Regions from separate parts of the Mus musculus genome. Here region 1 is linked to region 2. Evidence: chromatin contacts called from public Hi-C data. All regions are on one chromosome and are shown on one strand. Each heading gives the region's core, a stretch centred on a gene start, on an enhancer-like site or on the middle of the called end of the contact. The rest is flanking DNA. Distances are from core to core; before and after follow the strand shown.

Region 1 (6,254 bases), core at 2,892-5,391, 66 kb after region 2:
TGCTAAGAATAAATAAATAAGCTGGACTGGAGATGAGGCTTAGCCTTATCTTGTTTATATATACACCGCCCTGGATTTGAGCCCCAGTACTTCCTTAACCAATATGGTGGTGAAGCCTTGTAATCCCAGCCCTGGGCAGATGAAGGCAGAAGGGTCAGAAGTTCAGGTTACTCTGAAGCATAGTAAGTTCGAATCCAGCACAGGCTACCTGTGATCCTATCCCCCAAACTATATCGTAACTGTTCGCCATCTGAATTTCCTCCCATCCAGTTAAATGCCACCGTCCTTGCCTGTCTTTTGAAAGATGTCGCGTAAATCTTGCAGTTACGTTTTAATGCATTCAAACGATGGCCCTCTTAATAAGCAAGTTCTAGGCTTCATAAAAAGCCTTTTTAGTAGACAACTTAAAAAGAAATATTACTCAACGAGGGAGAGGCTGCCCAGCATTGGACTTATCTGGCTTGCCCAAACACTTGGCTTTCCGAACACTGCACAACTGATTCATTCAACCCGTTCTGAAGCCGAAAGTGACATGACTCATTATTTTTGAAAAGGTCAACAGGGCGCAGCTGCCAACTTTCAACTGTGTCTAGAACCTTCTTGTCGAACACCATCACCCAGAGGCCTTCAGTCCTCAGCTGTGGCCGGATGACACAGGGATCCTGGTTTGTGTGTGTGTTGGGGGGGGGGGGGCAGGGAGGGGGGGAGGGAGGTGCAGGTGTCTGCTCTGAAGCACCTCGCATTGCTGTGTGCTGAGCCCTGAAGGGTTCCACGTGCTCTAGACTTTAACGTTCAGAGGCTGGAGCCCTTGAAGGCAGCTTGATAGCAAGATTCAAGAGTGGGCAGAGCCCTGGGCAGGAGAGTTACGTGCTCTTAGCCCAGCCCAGCTCCTGCTCAGGTGGCCCACCAGACACAGGAAACAGCAGCACAGCGCTTGAAAGCCACTGGCTGATGAGAAAATACAGTTGTCTCTAAGGCAAGCCATATGTCCAGGCCCCCAACACTGTCTCTGTAAACATGCCCTTCAGGTATGTGTGTGCACAGGAACATGCATGCGTGTTCAGGTGTGTCTATGCACGTGGAGGCCAGAGGACTGGCTTGACCATAATGTTCCACAGACACTATCCATGTTGTTTTATGACACAGGGTTGCTCACTGACCTGGAGCTCACCATAAAGGCCAGGCTAGCTGACCGAGAGTCCTAAGGATCCTCTACTACTGACTTGTCAGCACTTGGATTGAAGCGTGCCACCACATGGAGGGTTTTTGTTTTTGTTTTTGTTTTTGTTTTGTTTTGCTTTGTTTTGTTTTTGTTTTGTTTTGTTTTGTTTTGTTTTGTTTTGTTTTGTTTTGTTTTGGTTTTGGTTTTGGTTTTGGTTTTGGTTTGGTTTTATTGTGGCCTCTAGGACCTGAACTCACATCGTCTTCATCCACTGGGCTACCCAGCCCACAATGGTGCCAATTCTCACGCTCAAACTCCTCCCAGTCTGGATTACCCCAAGGAGCACAGACCCATCCTGGGCCATACTTGTTTTCAATTCTAAGGCCCAACTGTCCCCTATTTCCGCCTCCGGACTCTCCCACCTCACTCCCCAACCCCCCACTGCCCCCACTACCTGAAGCCAGCATCTGCCACAAAGGCAGAGCCTCACATCTCAGTCCTCGTCCATGCTGAGGCAGCAGGCTGGTGCCCTCCACAAAAGCTGGCCCCCATTGCTGCCTAATACAGTGCTCACCCAGCAGCCCTGCCTGGGACCACCCACTTCCTGTTTAAGGGACTGTGCGGAGGGGTGTCTCAAGCTGCTTCTTCTGCGACCTTCAATTCTCACCTCCTGTGACTGGGCAGCTGCCATGCAGAGACTTATTCCCACCCCGCAGCATCTAAGGGCCCCAATCCATCCTGCAGGGCCCTGGGTTTTTTGAGACATCATTCTCCATGTAGCTCTGTCTATCCTGAATCTTATTCTGTAGACCAGGCTGGCCTCGAACTCAGAGATCTGCCTGCCTCTGCCTCCCAAGTGCTGGAATTAAAGGAGTGTGCCACCATCACTACTAGACCACTAGGCCAGGGCCTCTGTTCTTAGACATGGCCCCAAACTCTCTATGGTTGTGGGGCCTCCCTCCTTGCCCAGCTGTCCCCCTCTGAAACATGAAACATGAACAGTACCATCAACACCACTGTGAGGCAGAACCAATGATAAAGACAGGTGCAATGTGCCTGGACCTCTATAAACAGCAGCAAGTACTGACTCCGCTGACAAACAATGATGCTTGGCCTATGGCTTTGCTCTTGGTATCGGTGGAGCCAAAGTTTGCTCTAGAGTTCTTGGGTGCCCTCAGAAAACCAGTGACTCCATGATCATCCCCATGACTAGGGCATTAAGAACCGGATACAAGATTGGACATGGAGATGCACACCTTTCATCCCAGCATTTGAGAAGCGGAGGTGAGTTGATCTCTGTAATTTCAAAGCTAGCCAGAGCTACACAATAAAATCCTGTCCCAGGTTGGGTGGAGGGGGGAGGGGGGCTGGTCACGGCATCCAGCATGACCGGGGTGGAGAGATGAGGCATGTCAGCCATGATGAAAAGAGCCCAGATGGTGGTGAACACAGATGGGGTCCCTTCTTGAGCAGTGTGGTTCTCGGGCTTGACACTTGTCCCAGTGATGGATCGGTGAGGTGTAAGGCCAGGTTACTCTGGGCTTCACAGCAGAGGCCAACTAACCCTTGGTGTCCACACATCTCTCGGAGTACTCTGCTGTCTGTGAGCACCAAGGTCCTACACACAGACACCTAACTCAGCTTCCACTCCTGACCCAGTTTCTTTAACTAGAACTGGATAACATACTTTTCCTGAGGGATTTGTTTAACACTAGAGTGAGAAGAACATGGGCAGTATACGGGGCCGGGAGTATCAGCTCTGACGCCTGCCTGCCTGTCACCATCCGATAAGCACACCTCCTTTATCTCCCCAAGTCATGAGATCAGGGCAAAGGACATGCTTCCCTGTGTAGACAGCACACCCAGCAAAGCTTTGGTGCGGTTATGTCATCTGGCTGCCGGCAAGCACAAAAGTGCTGAGTCGCCAGTTCTGGGATCAATCCCTGACTTGTTGGGACAATGTGCTGGTCTCCCCTGGGTACCATAGGAGGCTAGAGTGAGCCCTTGACTGAATGTCACGGAGAGTCACACAGGGCCTGAAAATCACCAGGTAGGTTCCTAATTCAGTCCTCTGAACGACAATGTGCCACCCTAGCCTATCAACATACCCTTAAACACGTAAACATACTCTACAGGCATGTCAACATACCCTTATGGCACCACATCAACACTTGTATTTTGTGGTGCCGGGAGTTGATCCCAGGGCTGCACGTGTGCTCAGGCCTGCCTCCACCACTTGGCCACACTGTCAGCCCAATGCCATTTTTTTATGTTAGGGTTTTACAAAGAACAACCATGCTGGCTCCTATGAGCAGTTGTCCCCAGAGATCTGTCACTTGCCAAGGAAGGGCCACCTTCCTATCCACCTTCTCAAAATGTGAACAAGCGAGAGACAGGGTGGTGCATCCATAGTGTCTGTGTGCACTCTCTTTGGATTCCTCAATCTTCCCTACCAGGCCCTGGCTTTCCTGTTGCCCTGAACATTTAGAAAACGGTCACCAACCGCCAACTGTCTGAGGCTCAAGTGCTGTCCTCCGGCAGGGAGGGGAGGCGGGCTTTGAACGTTCCAGAAGGGAGAGCTGGGACAAGACGGAGCTGGGTGTCTGTAGGAATTTTAGGGCTTGAAACACAGATATTTTGAGTACAGGATTTACGTGACTCTCCTTGTTCCCTAATCGCAATCTGCACCCTGCTTCATTAGTATAAAATAGCTCTTATTTGTTTAGATTATCAACTAGCAACTTTCACGCATTTTCATTTTGTGACACGTGTACCATGGTTATTTTTAACATAGTATGAAAAAAAAATAATCTCAACTGGCTTTTCGATAAAGCCCAATAACCAGACATACTCGTCAGTTAATATTTAACTAGGTCAGGTAGACAAATAATGGACTTATTATTTTAAAATGTCAGCCTGTCAGGATCTTTGGACTCCAAATGAGAGTCAGTGGAGGTCATGCCATCCAAGTGGACATGAAGGTCAAGCAAAGGAGAGGGCCACAGCCAGCACAAACAAGCTATCTGAAAGGGTGTGTTTCCTCCAAGCCCTGGATCCAAGAACCGACACCCCCACCGCTGAAAAGCATCCTTCCCATTGCTGCTGGGGAAATGACCCTGCCGGACAAGCTGTATTTGATAAAGGGGTAAGTCTTGGTTGGTGGAGAAAACAGATCTTTCAGTGTAGAAAACAAAAATCTGAGATGATCCTTGAAATCAAAGAGATAACCACAAAAAAATCTATAACTTTTTTTTTTTTGGTATTTATTTTGTGCTGGAGATTTGGCTCAGGGGTGACAAGCATTTGCTGCTCTTGTGGAGTTCAATTCCCAGCACCCACATTGGGTCGGTCACAACTGCCTGTAAACCAGGCTCCAGGGAGCGCCAATGTCTCTACAGGCACTGACACCTGTACATAACCCTCACTCATCCACATATGCACAATCACACACACACACACACACACACACACACACACACACACACACAAAATGGGACTGACATGAAAATCCACGCCTTTAGCCCCATCACTAGGGAGGCAGAGGCAGGCAAATTCTGTAAAATTCGGGGCCAGTCTGATCTACACAGGGAACTTTAAGACAGCCAGAGCTACATTGTGAAACCCTGTCTAAATCATGTACTATTTATGTGTCTGCATGCATGGATGAGCATGTGTGCAGGTGCCCACAGTGGCCAGTAGGGGGCACCGAACCCACTGGAGCTGGAATCAGAGGCAGCTGTGAGCCACCTCATTCGAGGTGCTGGACACCAGGCTTGGGTCCTCTGCAGGAACTTTTAACTGGGAGGCAGAGCAAGGCTGGCCTTTAAAGCATGATTCTCCTGCCTGTGCTTCTCAAGTGCTAGAAGTATGAGTGTTCCAGCAGTCACTAGGGGCCTCTGTGGTCTGTAGGTTTCCTCCATCAGAACCAGCAGGTCTCCTGCTGAGATGAAGTGAAATGCTTTGTTTGCTTTTGCCTCTTGGAGGGTAACTGCCTTCTTTAGCCCACACATACAGACCTAGCCACCAGTTTCGGCTACTTCAAGTGCTAGGGCTGTAGTTGGATTGGTGGTATTCTTGCCTGGCATACATGAAGCCCTGGGACTCAGCCCCAATGCTACAGAAAACCAGGTATGGTGCATGCTTGCAATTCCAGCACCTAGAGGTGGGGACAGGAATATCACAAGTTTAAGGCCATCCTTGACTACACAGCCAACTTGGAAGCCAGCCTGGGCCACACGAGGCTGTTTCAAAACAGAAAAATACAACAAAAAGAACAGATGTGACCATGACTGTACACAGATACTCCATGCTGGGTGGCAAGGTCTATGAGTCCAAGCCAGCCCTCCACAATGGCTGGCCTCGGGGGTGGCAGCAAAAGAAAACCCAGGGAAGGCAAACCCACCAAGGACCAGCACCTGATCCTGCTGCCTCCCTGTCTTAAGTTGCTATAGGACTTTGCTCTCCGCTTCACAACTTGTTAGGAAACCAAGTGGTGACCAATCATCAACTGCTGACCTGGTCCCCAAATCCTCATCCTCTTCCATTACCAGTACCATTTCCAGCTCAGTTAGAATAACTGTGAGATGTTCAGCGTGTCGTGGACAGACAGGACATGACCCTGGGAAGTCTAAAGGACAGTCACCCCCCTGGCCAAGGTTTCAGGCTGAAGATCAAGGGTGTGGCAGTCTGACATCAGATGGTGGGGGTGGGGGGGGGTCAGCTGGTTAGCTGGGCTAGCAGATAGACGGATAGACATTCTGATCTGCAGCTCAGTGGCAGAGGTGGTGGCTGGTGCCATTGTTCTCTCTTGAGAAATTTAAGAATCACATCGGTGCACTCCCAAACAGCAGAGCAGGCTCAGGGTGAGGATGTGAGGGCAGGGCAGCAGGGAGGGGCATGCAGGATGCATGTGTGTGGTAGGAGGGAAGGGAATGCAGGATGCATGTGTGTGGCGGGACAGGAAGCCCACTGCAGTCTTCAGCAAGCATCAAGCTCTGTGAAAGCACAGCCAGGCCCAGCCCGGGACACCTCTGCCGAAGACACTGTGGCTTGAAGCCAAGCAGAACCACTGATGGGCTGACCCTTCACCCCT
Region 2 (6,681 bases), core at 305-2,804:
GGTAGCTGAGGACCCAGCCAAGAAGCAGTGAGTCTTACTGACTCTTTTACAGCACTCCTGCAAAGTCCGAACAGAAATCATGATCCAGGTGACAGACACCACCTGAGGCATGTCAACAGGAAGGAGGTGGCAGCTATGTACGTTCAGGACAGAAGGTGACATGGGAGGTTCTGCTAAGAGCTGGAGGAAGAAAGAAATCTCAGGCGAGAAGAAAAGCCAGCTAGCCCTGAAACAAAAGGCAATTCCCCAATAACCCAAAGGAGGGGAGGCCATCAGAAACGCTCTCTGCCCCCTTAAGTGAACGCATCTTGGCACTGCTTGCTCCCTAAGTGGAAAGAAATGCCCTTTTAGAGGCAGCGATTTGCTTAGAAAAATATTCCTTTCAAATGTCTTACGATTACTGACACTCTCCTTAGACCTTGGCAGTGGCCTCCTGTGTGTTTGCATGAGAATATAAATGTCTAAAGATAATGTACTCAAAATACACTCCTGGAAAAGCGGATGGCCCTGGAATCAGGAGGCTCTTCCATCTTTATGCCATCTCTATCCACCACTTCAGGGGCCTGACTGTTCTCTTAGCTCTCGTTCCTTCCCACCCTCCCTCCTTTCTTCTCCCTCTTCCCTCCCCCCTTCCCCTAGCTGGGCAGCCATCCAGATGATTCATAGTATATTCTAGCTAAATTCAGCACAAAAGCCATCTAAAGCATCGGAAGATCAAAGTTACATCAGCGAACAGGCACTGGGGAATTGACAAGCAGCTAAAATTAGGACATTGCGGAGCCGTGGCCTTTGACGGATGGAGTGAAATTTAGCCTCTGGTTCGCTATTTAAAGATTGGTGACAGCACCCTTTTCTGTAGCCACAGCAAGCACACAACACAAGTATTCGGGTCTGATTAAGTGTTTAATCATCTCTGGCCCACGGCTGGCTGCGGCAGATGGACGGACTCCTAAGAAGTTGGGCCTTCATTCCCACACCGAGTCTCTCCAGCCCAACTGGTCCCTCCAGGCACACTCTGTAAAGCTATTTTAATCACTTTTACAAGCATTCCTGCCATCACACAGTTCAGCCTCCAAATCCTGACCCAGCACAAGGGTTTCCAGATTCATCATCAACTTAATTAAAACAAACAGATCCAAACAGCTGCCAAACCAATTCGTCAACTGTCCTACTGGCCTCTTTTCTTTTTCTGGTTCCTTCCGGTTTAAATGCAGTCCTCCTCACAGATGGCAGGTGTCCTCCTCTTTGGGTGTACCTTTGTTTTATGGCCATTGTCACCTCCCAGAGACACACTGGCTTCTGGAAGGACAATGTGGGAGCCCAAGATGACCATGATAACTCTAAGAGCCAAGCAGAGAACACTTCCAGGAAGGCAGTCAGCAGCTGCCTTGTCAACTTTGAACTGACCCCACCCTTGTTATTGATCCTTAGGGCCAAGGACAATGGTTTCAAAACAACTTGCATAACTTTCCTCCCTTTCCCTCTGAAACACTGGCCTGCCTCTGTCTCCTCAAGCCTGACCTTGTGGTACCTTGGCACACATTCCAGATGTCCGTGTGCCACCCTCTCCTGTTCTTCCTTGGGTGGCCTGTTTGCTGATTGGCTAACTTGGTTTAGGGTGGCTGTGGCCGCCTGCCTGGCCAGCAGTGACCAGCTCTGCTTCAGTCACCTCTGTGGCCAAGTTTTACTTTGTGAAGCCCCGAAGGGTCAGTGTGAGCTGCTCAGACAGAGGCAAGATGGGAAAATGGGAGAGAGTACAAATGGGGTGTCAGGCTCTCCAACAGCTACCTGATAGCTCTGAGAACCTGTACCCCAAGAGAGTAGAGGAAGAAAGGGAAATTGGGGTGGAAGGTCTAGACCATTCAAGGGGCACTGTAGTAAGTGCACCTTACACAGGATACAAAGAAGTCCTTGGTGGGCTAAAATGGAGAAAGCTGGGCATGAGCTGGGGAAAGAATAAAGGCCAAGATAACCTTGAGGTAGAAGCCAGCTGCTGGTCATGCCCCTGTTTTAAGAAAGGAACTACCTTAGGGTTACTATTGCTGTGATAAGAAATAAAAGTTTAGACAGAAAGGGTTTATTTGGTTTCTACTTCCATATCATAGCCCATCACTGAAGGAAGTCAGGACAGGTACTTATAGGGCAGGAACCTGGAGGCAGGAGCTGATGCAAAGGCCATGGAGGGGTGCTGCTTACTGGATTGCTCCCCATGGGACACTCAGCCTGCTTTCTTACAGAACCCAGGGCCACCAGCCCAGGGTGCCACCACCACCCACAATGGGCTGGAACTTCCCACAATTATTACTAATAAGAAAATGCCCCACAGGCTTGCCTACAGCCTGGTCTTATGGAAGCCTTTTCTTAATTGAGGCCCCCATCTCTCAGATGACTTTAGCTTGTGTCAGGTTAACACAAAAGCAGTCAGTACAAGAACTGTTTAAAGCTCTAGGGAAAGCCAGAGCATGTATGTAGCTTGGGTACTGTGGCACAGCACCTGAATTCAGGCAGGAATGACTCCAGAGAACCTCCAGGAGAGATGCTCCACATGCCCAGGTTTACAGGACAATGCAGGGACACCATCTGAAATATGAGGACAGGGGCCAAAGAAGAAAGACCATCCATTAGGTCACCTGCCTGAAGGGACACAGGCTCCCCAGGCAGACTTTCCAGCCCAGGCCACCAGTCACTGGAATCAGCTCTAGAAGGCATCAGAGAAGTCCCTGCTTCCCCACTTGCAAACAGAGTAAGAGGGAATGGCTTTCTGTGTAAACTAATAAATACCCTCTGCTTAGGCCGCCATTATGATGGCCAAGCTCCTGCAGGGAGTAACCCAGAGTGTGTCCACCAATGAGAGAAGAGGAGGGAAGGCTAGTGTCCTTTACTGGTCTTCTGTGGCATGTACCTACCGTGGGATGCCAGACCTATGGGCAGGATGAGCCTCTTAGGCCTCTCAGCAGATTCCGGGGGCCTGGGTGTTCACTGAGGTAGAGATGAGAGGCATAGGGGGAGCAATGCTTCTGGGTTCTCCACACACGACCACCACATTTGACCTCCAGAATCCAAACTTGAGGAGCACAAGAACAGCAATGGTGCGGCCATTATCCCAGGAGCCCTGTGCGGTAAGGGCAGGAGCGAAGGCCCCACAAGGGAGCCTATAACGCCCTCAGGCCCTGAGCATTTCATGGGAGAGTTACGGGCAAATGGGAATGCGTTTCAAACTTTAGGAGGGTGGGCCTCATTTTCTCCTGAAGAGATGACAGCGACTCACGACAGCGGGACCAGGACATCTTAGCAGCATCATAAAACCTGTGTGTCTTTCCTTCCTGAGACGTGGCAAAGCTTTTAGTCCTGGCGCCATTGCCTTTAAAAGCTTTATGAGGCGCATGAAGGAAAAGCTGTGATTGCAAACCCTGCTCTGTGGGTCTTACAGGAGAATGTGAGGAAGCAGCCAACTTCCTTTCCCTGCCTTATCCCTGTGACCATGTTCTCAGTAATAAGAAAAAACAAAAGACTGCAGGTGACTCTGTGTCTCTGGGTTCAGCAAGTGAGGATTCAACCAACCCCAAGCTGAAGATATTCAGAGAAATATTTGCCACCAGATGGCCTTTCTAGAGACATTTTCCTCATCGCTACTTGAACGCTACCATGATAACGACACCACAGCTCGTGCACTGTCCATATATGGAGATCTACAGATGACTAAGGTGTGAAAGGCTACCCAGAGGTTATGTCCAAATACAACAGCCATTTTGACAGATTTTAAAATTAATTCAATGTGCAAACATATGGGGTGCCAGGCAGTAACTGGGTACCTGTGCGGTGTAGTAGGATCAGCATGGTGACCATTTGTATGTCTTTAAGCACTTTTTTTTTTTTTAATGAATGCTGACAGCTGTATATTCAGGGCTCGGGGTGAGAGCTAAATTGTTTATACCTTGCTCATACTCCCTGCTGGAGTCGCTTATGTCTCTGTCTCCTTACTGTCTTTACAGCTTCTGAGCTCTCTTCTCCGAGTCACACTGCGTGCCAGTCTTTTTATACAAGGCCTCTTGCAGCCATCCTCCCAGGGACCATCTATGCTGTGCTCTATAAGGCTCCTCCACACACGCTCATTTTTACCTGTGGCTCTGTTGCACAGCCCACCCCGTTTCCATTCTTCATTCCTTCCATTTGGTACGGCCTCCTCTTGGAGCTTGCTCTGCAGGACTCCTGTAGTGGCTTCGTGACAAGCCCTGAGGCCATTTGTGTTCTCTTCCACCTGAGAAGTCTCTTATCTCCATACCTTGCTTCTAGGGCCTTCCTTTGGGAGTTTCGTTTCCCCATCACCCACTCGGTTCCTGTCATCGATTCACAGAAACACGGGTTTGATTTTCTAGAGTCTCGTGCTCAACCTTGGGCGTGGTCTTGACCTGTATTTTACTGCTGGAAGTTTACTGTTCATTTATACTCTGTGTTTGAAGCATCACTTCCTGGTGAAAGAATTGCAGCTGAGGCACTTTGAGAGGAAGGGGCAAGCTAGGTGCACGTGGAAAGGGAAATCAGGACCTGTTTGTGCAACACTTCATTCTGGGGTCTGTCTCTGCTTGGAAGTTCTGCCGTCTTGAAGCCATAACATAGCCTGCTGGGCCAACAGTCCTTGATGAGACACCATCAGAACTTATGAGCACTGGTGATGCCTTCTCGTTCCTCCACTTCAGGTCACCTTACTTCCCCCAAGAGATGGCAGACAGTGTCCAAGCTTGGCTCCCATCTTTGGCACCTTGTTTGGTCTGGTCCTGCAGGGCTGTGCCTAGTTCCTGATGTAGCAAGAGGCTACTACCTACCACCATCCAAAGTCTGCCCTGAGTCTTTTGCCTTTGGAGGCTCCTCTCTGAACCGAACCCATGGGAGGTGGTTGCACCATCTCATCATGGAAGACTGGTCTTCACCACTGCATTACTGTTCTAGCTCTGTTTTGTGGTTGCCAATTAGCTGACACACCTGGATCCACCCCTCATTGTTTTTCAGGTCACCCAGCTTTCAGCGTGAAGTTATTTTTGCATGTGTTTAACTGAAATGCAGTATGATGTAAAAGTGCATGTGTCACACTGCACAGCCTGACAGATCTTGGCAAACAGTGTGTGTTCATGAAACCGGCATGTTGACGGAGACACAGAGCCCTGCCAGCAGCTCCGGGAGGCCCCTCAGTCTGTTCCATCAGAAGCCTTTTAGATGTAAGATGTTCCATAAATTCCTGCATGATAACACATGTACTTTCTGTCATAGACTGGAGATCTCCAGAGTAAACGAAAGCCAGTGCATCCGGGAGGCATGAGTGCACTTCACACCGCTGCAGCAAGCCCACGGTGCCTGATAGAAGCCGCTGAAGGCAGGGTGGACTAAGCAACAGCCCATCATGGAGTGAAGAACATGGAACTTGAGGAAGCTAGTCACACTGCTTCCACGGTGAGGACACCGAGCAATCAATGGAGATGACTTCCTCCTTGTAATACAGCCTGGGACTCCAACCCATCGGATGCATCAACCACGCTCAGAGACAGGTTTTGGGGTTAAACCTCTCCGGAAACTCCCTCAAACACAAGCCCAGAGCTGCATCTCCTAGGGAAGCCCAAATGCAGTCAGTGGTGATTAATCATTACACAGTTTAGGAGGCCTACAGAGAAGGCGTGGTGCCCAAACAAATGTGGGAATTCGCTTGCTCTGTCACCCAAAGCTTCCAATGCAGTGGGACAGATCACTAGCTATCAGCTTCCTAATAGAGTTCAGAACTCCCTATGTGCCATCTGTACTCTTACATTCAGAAGTCCTGGGCTTTTCCGCAAAAATGGGTTCAGATTTCATCCACCCAGCCCGTGAGCAGCGAGCCATACACAGACACACACTGTATTAGGTTTCATCAATGGTGTTAAAATGAAATGAAACCAAGGCTTCAGCCTGACAATGTTCTCCTTCAGGACCCCCACAGCCCCTGTGTGAATCTTGATGATCCCCCAAAGGTCATGGGAAGGCTTGGTTGCCAACCTACTGCAAGACTAGGAGCTGGTAGAACCTTTAATGGGTGAGCCCAGTGGAAGCAGGTTAGGTCACTGGGGGTATGTCCATGCTCAGGACAGGACCCTAGTCCTTTCCCCACCCTTTCACCCTGTGCTCCTTGACTGTTCTGACGTGTTTCCTCCACATCCCCAAAGCCACAGCACCACAACCCCACGAGCTGAAACTTCTGGGAACGTGAGCCAAGATAAACCTTCCCTCTTTATAAGTTGACTATCTCAATATGTTATAACAGCAACTAGAAGATAAGGAACGCATCTACTAACAACTATAAAACTCAACGAAATGCTTATGAGTCAGACTGTAAAAAGAAGTGGACCTTAGAGGCTGATGAGAGTGGTTCCCAGGGGCAGGGAAGGTGCTTGGGGTGTGGCGAGGGGGGAAGAAACAGTTAAGCCTGAGCACACTGCATCATCTTATAACCTCCTGGACACTTGCTGTCTGCCCACGCGTTGCTGTCTGTGGACAATTGAGATGTAAAGGGAGAAGTGTTTAGGGATAATGGATGGGTAGATGGTGGAGGGACAGGTGGACAAACGGCTGACTGGATGCATGGGTCTCTACCCGTCTATCCAAATGTTCACCTACCCATCCATCTGTCTACTGTAGGGTGTACACAGGTCTTAGTGC

The links. Hi-C and Micro-C count contacts between places; a contact is called where the count stands out from the background.
Region 1: a Hi-C map of liver shows a contact between it and region 2, with 5 times the contacts expected there. The contact joins two enhancer-like sites. A contact is called at or near these places in 18 of 484 Hi-C or Micro-C datasets (adipose-derived mesenchymal stem cells, embryonic retina, liver and 5 more) and 5 of 115 datasets of contacts at active chromatin or transcription factors (bone marrow-derived macrophages, embryonic fibroblasts, heart atrium and 2 more).

Annotation. Positions count from the first base shown.
Region 1 is chr13:52,828,555-52,834,808 of GRCm38.p6, forward strand. Gm33315 (a long non-coding RNA gene) reads left to right here and starts at 718. Exons shown (of 5, transcript XR_003950688.1): 1 at 718-2,446; 2 at 4,078-4,307. Within about 2 kb of position 4,142, at least 6 of the 459 cell types and tissues checked have an H3K27ac peak or open chromatin away from gene starts, as enhancers often do. A contact at or near this core is called in hepatocytes and liver, where this site is marked.
Region 2 is chr13:52,765,002-52,771,682 of GRCm38.p6, forward strand. No RefSeq gene overlaps it. Among named protein-coding and RNA genes, the nearest start is that of BB123696, 11 kb to the left of the region's middle. Within about 2 kb of position 1,555, at least 110 of the 459 cell types and tissues checked have an H3K27ac peak or open chromatin away from gene starts, as enhancers often do. A contact at or near this core is called in hepatocytes and liver, where this site is marked.